Linked DNA regions of Sus scrofa: region 2 is linked to region 1. A link is a contact called in public HiChIP or PLAC-seq data. All regions are on one chromosome and are shown on one strand. The core of a region is the stretch at or near the end of the contact, and the rest is flanking DNA. Distances in the headings are between cores, read along the strand shown.

Region 1 (6,877 bases), core at 235-2,734:
CGAAAGCGTGGTTGCTAGAGCGACCCCGCCTCTGACCCTGAACTAGGAAATCCTTCGCCCACATGACCTCCTGGCCTCCCTCCCCTGGACGAAACGCTGCCGACCACGCGGCCTGACTTCCAGGACACCGGGCTGCCTGGGCCTCCTGCATCCAGGGCCACTGCCTCTGCCTCCTTCCCTGCTACCTGCTCTTCCTTCTGCTCCCCAATGGCACAGCGCACCCCTCTTCTCCTGGGTCTTCTTGGTTCAGCTCTCATGGCAGCCCCCTGACGGGTCTAAGGCCGGGCCCCTTCTCTCCATTGCCACCGCCCTTGCCTCCCACAGGCTGCTGCGCACCCCCCAGCCAGTCTGCTGCCTGCAATTGGCAATTCAAACCAACATTCTAAAGTACAAATCCATCCAGGACACTCCCCTTTTGCAACCTCTCCGTGAATCCCCAAGGCTAACAAGCTAGAGCTCTGCCTCCTGCCCACCCCACCCACCACCTTCTCCTTGATGCCCCAGATACTCTGGTCCACTGTGTGTTTACAAGTCTGCCTGTCGCTCTCTCGGAATTGTGTCCACGTCCCCCACCCCCGCCCCTGTCTCCGCAACAGGCAGCACCACAGACTGATGAATGAGCGAATGAGCGAAGGTCAGTCTCACTACCGGGCTATCTGGCAGCCGGGCTGCGGCAGTGTCGGCAGAGGCAGCAAGAAGATGGAAAAAACACAGGCACGTGGAGAATCTTTCCACCTCCTGAATGCAGTACCACTGCAGTTTATGTCCATCACACTTGGGCCTGCTGGACACCCATCCACATGCCTCTGTGACCCTGCTCACCCTCGGCTGCCAGTTGGCAAGAGAATGACCCACTGGCCTCTGGTGAGCCTTGGCATACCCACATCCCCAGCAACGATGCCCTGAGGAGCACAGACCCAGGAGAACAGCAGGCTCGACTTCTCTTCTCCCCAGATGCCACAACCACAGGTCACGTTAAACTTGACAAAATACATTATCCGCCTCTTCGGTGAGTCATGCACTCTGCCTGACATGCCCGTCCCCATTCCCATTCTGTTTCCCAAGTCGCATATCAGATACAATCCCTTACGGCCTTCAAGGCTCAGCGCCAGAGTCCCAACTCCAAGGGCAGAGCGAGTCTACCCCCGCCTGCACTCGAGGGCGCCATGGTGTAACCTAGACCTCAGTCTCCCCCATCCCGGGGACCAGATGTGACTCAGGTCGGAAGGGTGCCAAGCACAGTGCTCTTAGCCAACCCGCTACTCCTCCGGGCCTCTGCTCCCTCGCAGGCATCACTGCGTGTTCTCTGGAGCATGGTGCTCATGTGAGCAACGCACAGGACCTGCTCAAACCAGGTACGGGTGAGAAATCGCAGCCACATGCTCCCGGGAACTTGCCACACGCAGGCACTGTGCGGGGGTCTCACACACCCACTGTTGGGTAAAAACCATGGTTTCCCTCCTTTTACACACGCGAACATTGAAGCGTAAAGAGAATGAGTAATTTGTCCAAAGTCCAAGCCAGGAAGGGTGAAGCTGGGACTCCTTCCCAGCCTTGCCAGACTGAGTCCGTGCTCGGTGGGCCCGGCAGCCGGGCTTGGATAGAACCGGGCTGAGGAAAGCACAGAGCGTGCGCGTTTTCAGCACATTCTAAGAACAGCAGTTCCCCCGCGATGCTGCTCCACATTAAAACTAATGACAAAAACAGCTCTGACATTCCAACCGGGCTCTGAGAAACTGCTGGGCCTTCCATTCCACAGCCCCGGGGGGTGGGCAGGGTGACATGCAGATTGTAGGGAAGGCTCGGGGGGACAAAATGCCACCCTGAAGATGTACCCTCTTACAGGCTGCTGCCACCAGGACCCCTCGGAAAGGCCTCCTCCGCAACACAGCCCTCTCCCCGAGCCCTGGCAGCCAGGACTCCCCCCAGGCCTGCAACCCAATCCCCCGCGGTGGTGATGGGGTTCTAGGCCACAGCGGGTACGTCAAACACAGCTGTGAGCTATTACGCTACGACGTTGTATCTGTCGTAACGGGCCAACTTTTGATAAAATTGGTCACTTGTTGGAGTCACCAGGGAACAGGGCCATGACGGTTCCATGTTTGCAAACTTCCATTTTCCTTGCTCTCTGCCAATCCTGAACTCACTGTCTGCCTGGCTTCCTCTAAGTCTTGGGCCAATGCTCTTGCGGTCCCCCCTGCAGAAACTCGCTGAAGCCACATTCTACCCTCGGTTATCAACAGCGTTTGGAAATCTGAATCTTCAAAGACTGAGCTCACCAGGCAAAAGCCTTGCTCTGGGGGAAGTGGTTATACCGCAAAGCAGGCACCCCAGCAATCACGTTCCCCCTCCTTGGCTGTGTGTCTGAACGTGGCCAGAGGACGCTCTGCTACAGCACTTCTCCTCTCACTCCCTCCCACTCCACCCATTCAAACATCCACTGTGCATCTAGCACGTTCCAGGCACTGGGATTCCACCAGGATGCAGCCCTCCAGAACCCAGTGAACCGAACCGCCTCTGCCCAGGTGCTGCCAAGGACGATGGGGGGAAGCCAGGGAGGGAGGCCCATCTGGGTGCGGGAGGGGTAGGAGGGAGAGAAGAGAGGAAGAAAAGGGACTAAAGACAAACAGAAGTGCCGAGAAGTGTTCAACTTTAACACGTCACCTGCTGGTTCACTGTACTACTGATGTTATCATTTTAAAACTCCTTTATACATATGATGAGATAATACAAAAAGGTAATTATTCATTGTTGCCAGGAACCAAAAGTGTCAGTGTAAAAGAGAACACGCAAAAACCAAGGGAGTTAAGTTAACAATCCTGGATGCCAGATCTGAACAGGAAAGATCAACACTGCTTTGGTCGTGTTTCCAGCTGATCATGTGCTATCACAAACATCCCTGAAACCTCAGGCTCACAGCAACAACATTTAGTTCATAGGTCAGTCGAGGGACTGCAGTTCAGCCGATCTCTGCTGGGGTCACCTGGGTGGAGTCAAGCTAAGCTGGAATTCAGGCTCTGGGTTGGGGTCAGGTCGTCTTTAACGTCCTCACTTGGGGAGTCAGACTAAATGTGCAGGAGCTACGGGTCCCTCGTGGAGGGGCACGAGTGCCAAGAGGGCTGGGGGGAGCTTCGCGCCCCTCACCAGCTCAGTCCCTTGGCAGCATCATGGGTGCCCAGGTCACAGAACCGAGCCCAAAGTCCATGCACTTCCCCCCACCCACAGGGGAGACATGACAAGGATGAAGGCGAAGGAAGAACTGGGGAAGAAACACCACCACCTACTCCATCATGAACTCATGACTTTTCCTTTTGAAAATTAAGTATTCCCTAGCCCTGGCCACCAAAAAGGCCTAACAGCAAGAGCAATCCGGGCGCAGTGAACATCTTCTCATGCAGACTGTGGTTTCTCAGTATCATTCTCCACTAAAAGAAACCAGGACCTCTGAAGGAATGCCCGATTCCAGGTCTTCAGCAGGAAATTGGTATATCTTGCTGTATCAAAAAGAAAGGAAGTTATCAAAAAATAATGGGATCATGTTCAAAGGCTATAGGAGAGGATATGAAAGGAATCCCATTGTTTAAAAACAGGATAATTTTATGCATCAAAAAGAATAGCAACTGGAGTTCCTGTCATGGCTCAGTGGTTAGCGAATCTGACTAGGAACCATGAGGTTGCAGGTTCGATCCCTGGCCTTGCTCAGTGGGTTGAGGATCCGGTGTTGCTGTGAGCTGTGGTGTAGGTTGCCGACGCATCTTGGACCCCGTGTTGCTGTGGCTCTGGCGTAGGCCGGTGGCTATGGCTCCGATTAGATCCCTAGCCCGGGAACCTCCATGTGCTGCGGGACTGGCCCAAGAAATGGCAAAAAAGACAAGAAAAAAAAGAAAAGAATAGCGACTGTAATGGACTGAAACAGACCCCCAGGCCCACGCTATCCCTGTGGAATCCGAATCTCCAAGGATAAAGCCTAGGTAACTGGATTTTTATGGAGCTCCTCCACTGACTCTGGCACATAGCCAGGACTGAAAAGCACCAGCCCACAGGTTTCCTGATCTTCTGGGCGTCCAGACCACTCGCTGTGCCCGTCTTGCTCTCAGATGCTGGCCTCTGCTTCCTGGAAAGTCTCGACTACATCAAACTTACAAGTATCCCGTGCTCATGTGCTTCCAGCTCTGGGGTGGTCCAGCCATAATGTGGCAGGCATCACCGAGGGGAAAAATTCCAGTGTTCAGTCTAACGACAATAACAATAGCAAGAAAGCTGGGAGAGCTCCCAGCGTGCTTCTTTTAACCACAGTTTTGACAATGACCATCAGGAACAAACTCTTCTGCTTTTAGCTAGCATATCATAGATCTAAGACCTAAAAGTCTCGGGTTTCTCTAGGTACCTGGAAGCAACCCAGCCTCAACCCTCACTCTGCATCAGAATCACCTGGGAAACCTCTACAAAGTGGGGCTGACAGGGTTCCGAACTCTGACCCAGAGGCTCAGATCCCATGGTTTAGGGTGGAGTCTGGGCACCAGTCTTTCAAAGGCCCAGGTGATTCTGGTGCAGCCCCAACTGAGAACCATGGCTCCAAGCTCCTCTTGAAACAAACTAGCTCCACCTTAACACCTTGTCATGACTTGAAACAAGATATGCCCTGGACGAGGCCCCTCCCACATGCAGTGAGTGCCCTCTGCCCTGTGGGAAGTCTCGGTCTGCCCTTAGCTGTGCCTCTGAAGAATTCCCCACCCTTCCCTCCTGCAATCAGCCGGAGCTGCCATCCCCGCCTCCCTGGGCTCCGAGCGGGCCAGGCTGCCCACCTTGCTCAGGAGAAAGATCCGTACAGCTAAACTGGGCTAAACTGCTCCAGACCAAAGCTAAGCGGAGAACAGGAGCAGAACTAGGTTCTGCCGAGAACTAGGCAACCATCACACAAATACTCCCCCAGCAGGCTCCAAGAGGTAGTGCGTTGGTTGAGGCTTTTTTTGTTGTTGTTTGGTTGGTTGGTTTTGGTTTTGTTTTTTTAATTAGAAAGAACAAGTAATGCCACATTAGAAGAAAACAGAAAAAAACTGGAAGTCATCCAGTGCGAAAAAGCTAGCACAGCTCTGCCCCTCAAAGCTAATGAACACAATACACGCGACTGCCACATCTTCACGTGGAGTGCTGAGCAAAGCTAGCACTACTAGTTTTCCCCTGATGACGCCTGCTCTCAGAAGGCCTGGATCCTTTGAATGGATTTCAAGAAAATACACTGTTTTTTCAACATCTTAACAGCCACCACACTGTAAGAAGAATGCATCACGCTAAGGGTGTTCTGGAATTCACATCATGAATTTCATGGACCCCCCCCCCGCCCACACCCCTCTTCTCTGAAGTCTGCACCCCACTCACAAGGCTGGACCGCCTTTGCTGTGCTCACTCGTCTTGGCCACATAGTCCTGGCCTGAGTTCTGAACCAGCGCAGGACACGGGACTCAGTGGGGATGGACTTGCTTGCTGGTCCCAGTCTGGAAGGTAGCTTCCTGGGCGTCACATAAATGTGGGCCCTTCAGGGAGGCTGGGTTGGACCACAGAGGTAGACAGAACAGAGGCAGGGGAGAGAGGAGAGGGAAGAGCAGAGGCAAGGAGAGGGGCAGAGGAACAGCCTGCATTCTGCGTGGTTCTTCGGGATGCCCCAACTCCGTGCCCACAGATTCTAAAAGGGCCCTTTTTACCATGAGATACCACCTCACACCAGTCAGAATGGCCATCATTCATAAGTCCACACATAACAAATGCTGGAGAGGGTGTGGAGAAAAGGGAATCCTCCTGCACTGTTGGTGGGAATGTAAGCTGGTACAACCACTATGGAGAACAGTATGGAGGTACCTTAGAAAACCAAACATAGAACTACCATATGACCCAGCAATCCCACTCTTGGGCATATATCTGGACAAAACTTTCCTTGAAAAAGACACATGCACCCTCATGTTCACTGCAGCACTATTTACAATAGCCAAGACATGGAAACAACCTAAACGTCCAGCGACAGATGATTGGATTAAGACAATGTGATATACACACACAATGGAATACTACTCAGCCGTTAAAAACGAACAAAATAATGCCATTCGCAGCAACATGGATGGAACTAGAGAATCTCACACTAAGTGAAGTCCAAAGGAGAAAGACAAATACCATATGATCTTATTTATACCTGGAATCTAATATATGGCACAAATGAACCTTCCCACAGAAAAGAAACTCATGGACTTGGAGAACAGACTGGTGGTTGCCAAGCGGGAGGGGGAGGGAGAGGGATGGACTGGGAACTTGGGGTTGATAGATGCAGACTATTGCCTTTGGAGTGGATAAGCAATGAGATCCTGCTGTGTAGCACTGGGAACTATGTCTAGTCACTTATGATGGAGCAGGATAATGTGCGAAAAAAGAATGTGTACATGTATGTGTGACTGGGTCACCCTGCTGTACAGTAGAAAATTGACAGAACACTGTAAACCAGCTATAATGGGAAAAAATAAAAATCATTACATTAAAAAATAAGTAAATAAGTAAAAGGGCCCTTTTAGCCTTGTAACAAATTCTTCTTCTGCCTATTCAGCTACTTGAAATGGCTTTCTATTACTTGCTAACAACAACAACAATAAAAAAGAACCCTAAGGAAAATAACTTTACAGCCTCGTTATCAGCTGCTAAACATTTCCAGGAATTTTTTTCCCAAAACCCAAATCAATTTTTTTCTCTTTATTGAATATGCTGTTTCTAAAAATGTATGTATGCTTTTCATGTAAATATGTGCCTTGCTGTGGCAACTGGCTTCAAAATTAGAAAGAAGGCAACCACCAGAATTTGGGATCAACAGAAAGAAAGCTCTGGAAAATGTTCCCTT
Region 2 (7,256 bases), core at 2,570-5,069, 130 kb before region 1:
AAGCCTAAGGCGTCACCTGGGCTACAGGACCTAGCCCAGTCCACCCTCTCACTTCTCCTCCCTCCACTCTCCTGCTTGTCCCCTCGTCTTGGCCACGCTCACCTTTCATTCCTCGGCCAGGCCAAGCTCCTTCCCGTCCCCCAGCCTTTGCACATGTTGTTCCTTTGCACGGCTGCCCCCTTCCAGTCTTTGGGCCTTGTTCACATAACCCTCTCTCCCAGAAGCCTTCCCTGCGCACCCTGTTTAAACCAGCCTCCTTTCCACCTCTGCCCACCCCCCCCTTTCCCTTTCCCATTAACTGGTTTCTTCAGTCTTAGAAATTCTCCTTCATTGTCTGCCTCCTGGAAGGGACACACACTCCAAAAGGCCCAGGGCTGTGTCTGCTCTGTTCATCGCTGTGTCCTCAGCGCCTGGCACTGTAGGCATGTGTGGAACAGCTGAGTGGATGTCCCCCACAGGAGTGGCAGCCTGGCCCTTGGCTGTGCTCTGTGGCACTTTATCACCTGGCCCCGAGTCTCACAGCTCGGCACGGCTTGAGCCCCTGATCCCAACACGAGTGTAGTGAAAAAGAGCTCCTCCGGCCTCTGCTGAGAGCCCGCAGTGTCCTGAGCTCAGGCTGCTCCCTGGGGGCCAGGCCGGATTCAAGCACCATCCTGGTGGCACCAGGGGTGAGATCACGCCCGGAAGTCCACGTGCCGGGTCCGGTCTCTGCTCTACCACCTCACAGAGCCGTGTGTCCTCAGGCAAGCTGCGTTACCTGTCTAAACCTCACTTTCCTCAGCTCTGAAAGGAGGAAGGTGGAGGTTCTTCCCACACGGAGTATGATAAGATCATTCGCATTAACCTTTAGCACGGTGCCTGGCACCCAATAAATGCCCAGCCGGTCTTGTCTCCATTACCACTCGCCATGATCGATCATCCCTCAGGGCTTTTTCCGGGGACCCGAGTGCAAACGCCCTCCGAGGATCTGCTCATGCAAAGCCCATCCAGAGACCCCGCCCCCGCCAGGCACTGGCTCATCAGTTTGGATCTCAGTTATAGATAAATTTGTAGACAGCAGCTCCCGGTGGGTTCATTGAGAAGGAGGAAATCATGGGTTTAAAGGGAAGTGATTAATATCTGTATCCATGGAGATGAGCACAACATGGCCCTGGACTCAAGGAACTCGCAGTCCAGGCGAGGAGAGCAGATCTGCAGGCCAGCCAGTCCTCGGGGGCGGGGTGGGGGTGCGGGTGGAGGAGGCGAGGTCAGCCCTGCAGGGCACGGCCCCTGCACACACGTGGACGGTGACATTAAGCAGCCCAGACGCTACTCAGAACCTCATGTCAATTCAAGGCGGATTTTACCGCCACGTGAACTTGTTCCAAATTTCTTTAAAAAAAAAAAAAAAGCTTGCTGGTTTTTTGGTTTTAGTATTTTTTAGTGATTTTGGGTTCTGAGTTTGTGGAGAAAGGTGTATTGACTCACATTTGGGGCCGAGTCATCAGCAGGTACGGTGTGGGGGCTCACGACACTAGCAGGGGCTCACAGAAATATCCTAGCTACTTTTAAAACAAGAGTGGAAAGTGAGGAGTTCCTGTCGCGGTGCAGTGGAAAAAAATCCGACTAGGAACCATGAGGTTGAGGGTTCGATCCCTGGCCCCGCTCCGTGGGTTAAGGATCCGGTGTTGCCGTGAGCTGTGGTGTAGGTCACAGACCCGGCTCAGATCTGGCATGGTTGTGGCTGTGGCGTAGGCTGGTGGCTACCCAGCTGCAATTGGACCCCTTCGCCTGGGAAGCTCCATGTGCTGTGGGTGTGGCCCTAAAAAGCAAAAAATATAAAAATAAAAAATGGAAAGTGAAATTTTTGGTCAGAAAATGCTTTAATGTATAATGTTAATATATTTGTCTTTACAGAGATATAGTCCCAGAAGATGGTTTTTAATATTTTTAATGGAGGAAGGAGCTTACAAAGACCAAGTGCCCGGGGTGGGAGCAAGTCATGGGCCTGCTGCAGCGCTGCCCTCGCAGAGACAGTGGAGGACCTGCAGGGCCAAGGCCAGTGAAAGAATAGGCATGATGCCCGATACGTAGTAAACACTTAATAAACGATGACGATAATAACAACCATAAGGTTTGCAGTCTCCTTTTTCCCTCCTATAAAATGGAGTCACTCCTGCCCTCCCACGCCCAGGCTTCCTGAGAGACTCGAGGGAGATGACAGAAGCGGAAGCGCTCTGGGAACCGGCCCTGCTGTGCAGAGGAGAGGGGCTGATACTGGGACCACCACCATCGTGCCCCTGCCCAGGAATGCCAGCCCACATCCCTCTGCTGCCCCACCCACACCTGGCAGGACGGGGCTGGAAGGCCCATCACGTGCTGCCTTCCTTCCTGCACCTGCCTGGCAGAGGGCAAAGCGGAGTGGAGGGGGAGGGCAAGGCTGGGGCGGGGGCACCTGGGCGCCAGATCAGAGGAGGAGGGAGTTACTCAGGACCCCCAGAGCCAGCTTGGGGCGGGGCTGGGCAGCCTGTCGCGCTTTAGACACAGCCTGGCCATGTCAGGGCACCTGTCTTTCTCTTCTTGGCCTCCTCCCACCTCCTGCTAGCCAGACTCCCAAATGACACTCCTTGATGTCCTCACCCGGAGACCCTGAGAAAGAAACCCTGGCTGTGCCACAGACCTTCAGAAGGCTAGTGTTCCCATGGAGTCATTCGACAGACATCTGGCACGTGTTTCTGTGCTCTAGGCCTCAAGTAAGATGCTCAGGACAGAGCCCGGACCAAGGCGGCCCCAGGCTCAGCCCATGACACCAGCCCAGCTCCCTGCCGGTACCAGCACCTCTGCTTGGTGATGCCACCTGGGCCTCATGCCAGGAGGCCCCCTCTAACAGTCTCTTGCCAGAGGCCCTCTTTTATCTGCTCGGCTGCCTCTCTGGGCCCCGGGACAGACAAGCAAGGTCAGCACAGCTTGGCTGATCCTCAGGACGAGAATGTCCACAGGGCCACTCGGGACGGGGGTTGGGGTCCGTCCCCACTGACCACAAAGCTGCCTCCAGTCCCTCACATCCCGTTTGGGACAAAGGTCCTGTCTGACACAGACAACATGTTCCAGAAGCAGCTGTCTAAAATTTTTTTAAACGGATAGGGATGATTTTAAACAGCTTTGGAAATTTTCTGTCAAGGTTTTGTTATGAAGCTACAAAGAAAGCCAGCAAACTAAAATTAAATCTCTCTTCTCCCTGCCCCCTGGTCTCCCCTCTTGGGGATGAGCCCTCACGTCAGCTGCTGCGTGAGAGGGCGGCGATGAACATTCTTTAAAATACTGGGATGAAGACAAAATGAAAACCAGTCAACTAAAGTCTCAGTTAAATTGGCTTTGGGCAAACTGACCTGGAGCCCACACTCGGTGTTCAGATGGGGCTTATTTAATAAGTACCTGCTGACTGAAAATGTATTTGACTGTCAGGTGGTGTCCAGGCTTGAGGTGAGGTGCTGCCCTGACTCCGTCCCCCCACAGTCAGCCTGGGAAGCTGGGGATGAAATGGGACATACACAAGCTGACAACTGGCTCCCCCAAGCTGCTTTGCAACTGAGCGAGCACCCTGTGGATACACCCGTTTGGCAAGAACTACCAGACACAGTGTCCTCGAAGGGCTTTCCGTGTGCCTGGACATCCTCTGTGACGCTGGGCAGTACGGGGTAACCAGTAGCACTGCCTTACAATCTCCCCATAAATGAAATCTCCTAACTTCTCACTAGGAAACATGTGGCCCCTGCCAGGCACGAGGCAGCGAGTCATAGGACCTGACTACAACACCTCCAGGAGAGGAGGGGACCAGCTGTCACTCTCGGCTCGGAGGCAGCTGTTTCGTTAAGTGTGGATGGGTGGAGGCTTTTGGAAGCTCCACAGCCTTCCTGAGGCTCTGACACTCTCCCAGGTCCTGCCAAGATCAGCTGACCGGGAGAAGGAGGGCCCTGCCTTTTTGCACCCGTGGGTCAACCTCACTGCAGCCTTGGCCCCTAAGAACTGCCACCCTTCCTCGAATCGAGAAGTCATCAACCGTTGAATGGGTCTACCATTAAACGTTCTAGTAAAAAAGAAGTGCTGCCAACTTAGCTCTGATTTGCTCTTAACTTCAAGATGCATCCTGACTTCAGAGATCTTAAAACAAGAAAAAGAGTGTTAAAAAGTTAGAAGCGAAGAAATAGTTTGTTTCCAGGACAACACACAAGAGTTCCCATCTTTAATGTAAATCTTTGTCACAGTCCCATTACTTCCTAGCAGTGTGGCCTGATGCAAGGGACTGCACGTTGCTAATAAGCTCCCTCTTCTTGCTCGTAGAATGAAATAGTAATACTTCTCTCATAGGGTCCTGGGAGGAGAGGGAAAAAAGATACCTATAAAATGTTAAGCCTGATGCCCAGCACATCCCAGGTAGCTACCTTAAGGTGTTCTAACAAGACTTGCGAGGATCACACGTTTCTTTCATCTGCCAGTGGGTACACTGAGCTGAACCGACCTATGAATTATTGGGGTGATATTTCCCAACAGACTAGGACCAAGAACACGGAGGGCAGAGAGCTGAAATAAGAATGACCAACCGCTGGCTAGGTTTATGGTAGGGCACCAAATAAAAGTAGGAGTACAGAAGGTTTGGGAGAGAAGATAAATTCAACTGGGACGTGGGGAGATCCAGTTCCTGAAAAGGAGGGGTGTATCGTATTGAAACAACCCTCTGGTTAGTAATAATGATAAAAGTTGGACAACATACAAAAGACAACTGCTTGAAAGCACTTGACAGCAACCCAAATCAATAGAAGCTGGAGGAGATGTGATTCCTGAATGATGGGGCAATCGCCAAGGTACTTCCCTATCCATGGTGATACACAGAATGATAAAACAGAATGCAGCAGTGCTACCGGCTGGGAAGGAGAGAAAGAGGTTGGACCTTGAGGATGCAAATGGAAGGGGAAAATGCTAGAAAGGAGACAGCCGAAGAAGGAAGGAGGAGCTCCCAAATTACTACACAAATTCCCCATGAATCCTTAGTTAAGCCCTAAATTGCATATGGGGAGAGAAAGAGACTCTTAGGAGCCCAAAGGAAAGCAGTAGCTGAGAGGCAGAAAGTTCAGCAGCTGCCTGGAAGATGCAGTTTGGAGTTCAAGTCCTGCCAAGTTAAAGGGACTTAGCAAACATCTCAGGCTCTCAATTTAATCCCAGAAAGGCCATCCATGCCTTACAAGTAAACCCAGGATTAAGGGTTCTACTTGGGATTATGGACAAAACCAAAATAAACCTACCTGAACAAAAACCTAAAAACCAAGCCTCTACAAGATGAAGGGAATATGCCAGTAATTCAGCTGCCCGCCAGACCAAAACACAACACTCTTGAGAGGAAGACAATAAAATACTGAGTCTTTCTGATGTATCATCCAAAGCGTTTAGGGTACAATTTAAAAAAAAATAATAATTATAGGCATGTGAAGAAGCAAGGAAACGTGGCTCCTGAGCAAGAGAAATAATGAAATCAGACCCACCAATGACCTAAATAAATGTTGGAATTAGTAAACTAGGGCTTTAAAATGGCTATTATAAATATGTACAGGGCTTTCTTTTTAGGAAACGACGGAGAGAAGGAATGAGTGGATAGAGAATCTCAGGGGAGAGATGGGATTCATAAAAATAAACCAAGTGGCAACTCTAAGACAAAAAAAAAAAAAAAATACAGCACCTGACATAAAACATAACTTGGATAAAGTTAACAGCAGGTTAGATACTATCAAGGATCAGAAACTTGCAGCCAGCTAAGAGAAATGATCCAAACTGAAGCACAGTGATTTTTTTTAAAAAAGATATACATATATACATACATGCATACATAAGTGGAGTTTCAGTCACCTGTGGGACTACACTAAGTGTGTAAGTGGAGTTCTAGAAGGGGGTGGGGGAGAGAATTGTGCAGAAGAAATACTGAAAGGGACAATGGCCCCCGATGCTCCCCCACACATTCCCAGATTTAGTGAAAAACATCAACCCACAAATCTAAAAATGAATGAATCCCAAACAGAATAAACACAAAGAAAACTACACCTAGTCACATTGTAGTCCAATTGCTAACAATCAAACCTAAAGAAAAATCTTAAAAGAAGGCAGAGGGGAGAACCACACCACATACACAGGAACCATAGCAAGGAAGAGAGCCAACCGTGTGTCAGAAACAGTGAAAGCCAGCTGACAATGGAAAGGCGTTTTAAACGTGCTGAAAAGGAAACATCAGTTTGGGATCTGGGAAGCCTGAAATGCTGATAAGACGGACGTTTTGAGATACAGCAGAGCCCCCCTTCCAAGTACTCCTGTCCACGTAACACACATTACTGGTGTCCTCCCACCCCAACCCTCCCCCGACACACTCAGTTATCTCGGCCAAACATCCCAATATTCCGAGAGAAAAAAAACAAAAAAAACTGTGACTGGGAGTTCCCACTATGGCATAGTCGGTTAAGAACCTGACATGTATCCATAAGGATTGGGGTTTGATCCCTGGCCTCGCTCAGCTTGCACTGCCACAAGCTTCAGCGTGGGGTCACAGATACAGCTTGGATCTGGCATTGCTCTGGCCAGCAGCTGCAGCTCCAATTCAACCCCTAGCCTAGGAACTTCCATATGCCACAACTGTGGCCCACGATTGCAAAAAAAAAAAAAAAATGTTTTAATAAAATCTTTTTAAAAAGAGAAAGTTAGCCAATTTAGCAGCAGAGCTGGGATTTGAGCCCAGGTTCCTTAGTCTCTGTGCTCTTTACCTTCCCGTCAGCCATCTGTTTATTCGCTCTGCTCTCCTGGGCTGGACCAAAGGCGAGCTCTACGCGGCTCACGCCACACACGCCCCAGGGCTCGGGGAGCTCACAGGTAATTAAAATGACCACAGCCAGCCTTCACTGAGCACTTCCCATGTACTAGCCAGTGTGTGTTACACTTAATGTGACACATCTTATTTAGTTTTCATATCAGCCCCACGAGGTAAATCCTTCATAGCGTCTTCATTTTATACACAAGGAAAGCGAGGCTCAGAGCTCCTGGGTGCTAGAGCCAGAACTTGACTCCCCAGTGCACGCTCCCCAGCAGCGTGCTCGACTGCCCAAGGCCACAACAGGGCAGGGGCTGAGCCAAGACGGACAGCGCCAGGCCACTCTGATGCTCCTCTCCCACTTGATGGGATCCTAGGAACTCTGAATTGTGGAAGCAGATGTGTTTCAGTAACAAGGGGCTTGGGCTGCCTA

What was found. HiChIP or PLAC-seq counts read pairs in DNA pulled down with a chosen protein or histone mark.
Region 2: a contact with region 1 is called in an H3K27ac HiChIP or PLAC-seq map of skeletal muscle. The contact joins two enhancer-like sites. A contact is called at or near these places in 2 of 47 Hi-C or Micro-C datasets (heart right ventricle and liver) and 1 of 2 datasets of contacts at active chromatin or transcription factors (skeletal muscle).

Annotation. Positions count from the first base shown.
Region 1 is chr1:267,545,343-267,552,219 of Sscrofa11.1, reverse strand. The region is part of intron 4 of RALGPS1 (ras-specific guanine nucleotide-releasing factor RalGPS1); the gene reads right to left. Among named protein-coding and RNA genes, the nearest start is that of ANGPTL2, 110 kb to the left of the region's middle. Within about 2 kb of position 1,484, at least 27 of the 83 cell types and tissues checked have an H3K27ac peak or open chromatin away from gene starts, as enhancers often do. A contact at or near this core is called in skeletal muscle, where this site is marked.
Region 2 is chr1:267,675,989-267,683,244 of Sscrofa11.1, reverse strand. The region is part of intron 8 of RALGPS1 (ras-specific guanine nucleotide-releasing factor RalGPS1); the gene reads right to left. Among named protein-coding and RNA genes, the nearest start is that of ANGPTL2, 20 kb to the right of the region's middle. Within about 2 kb of position 3,819, at least 3 of the 83 cell types and tissues checked have an H3K27ac peak or open chromatin away from gene starts, as enhancers often do. A contact at or near this core is called in skeletal muscle, where this site is marked.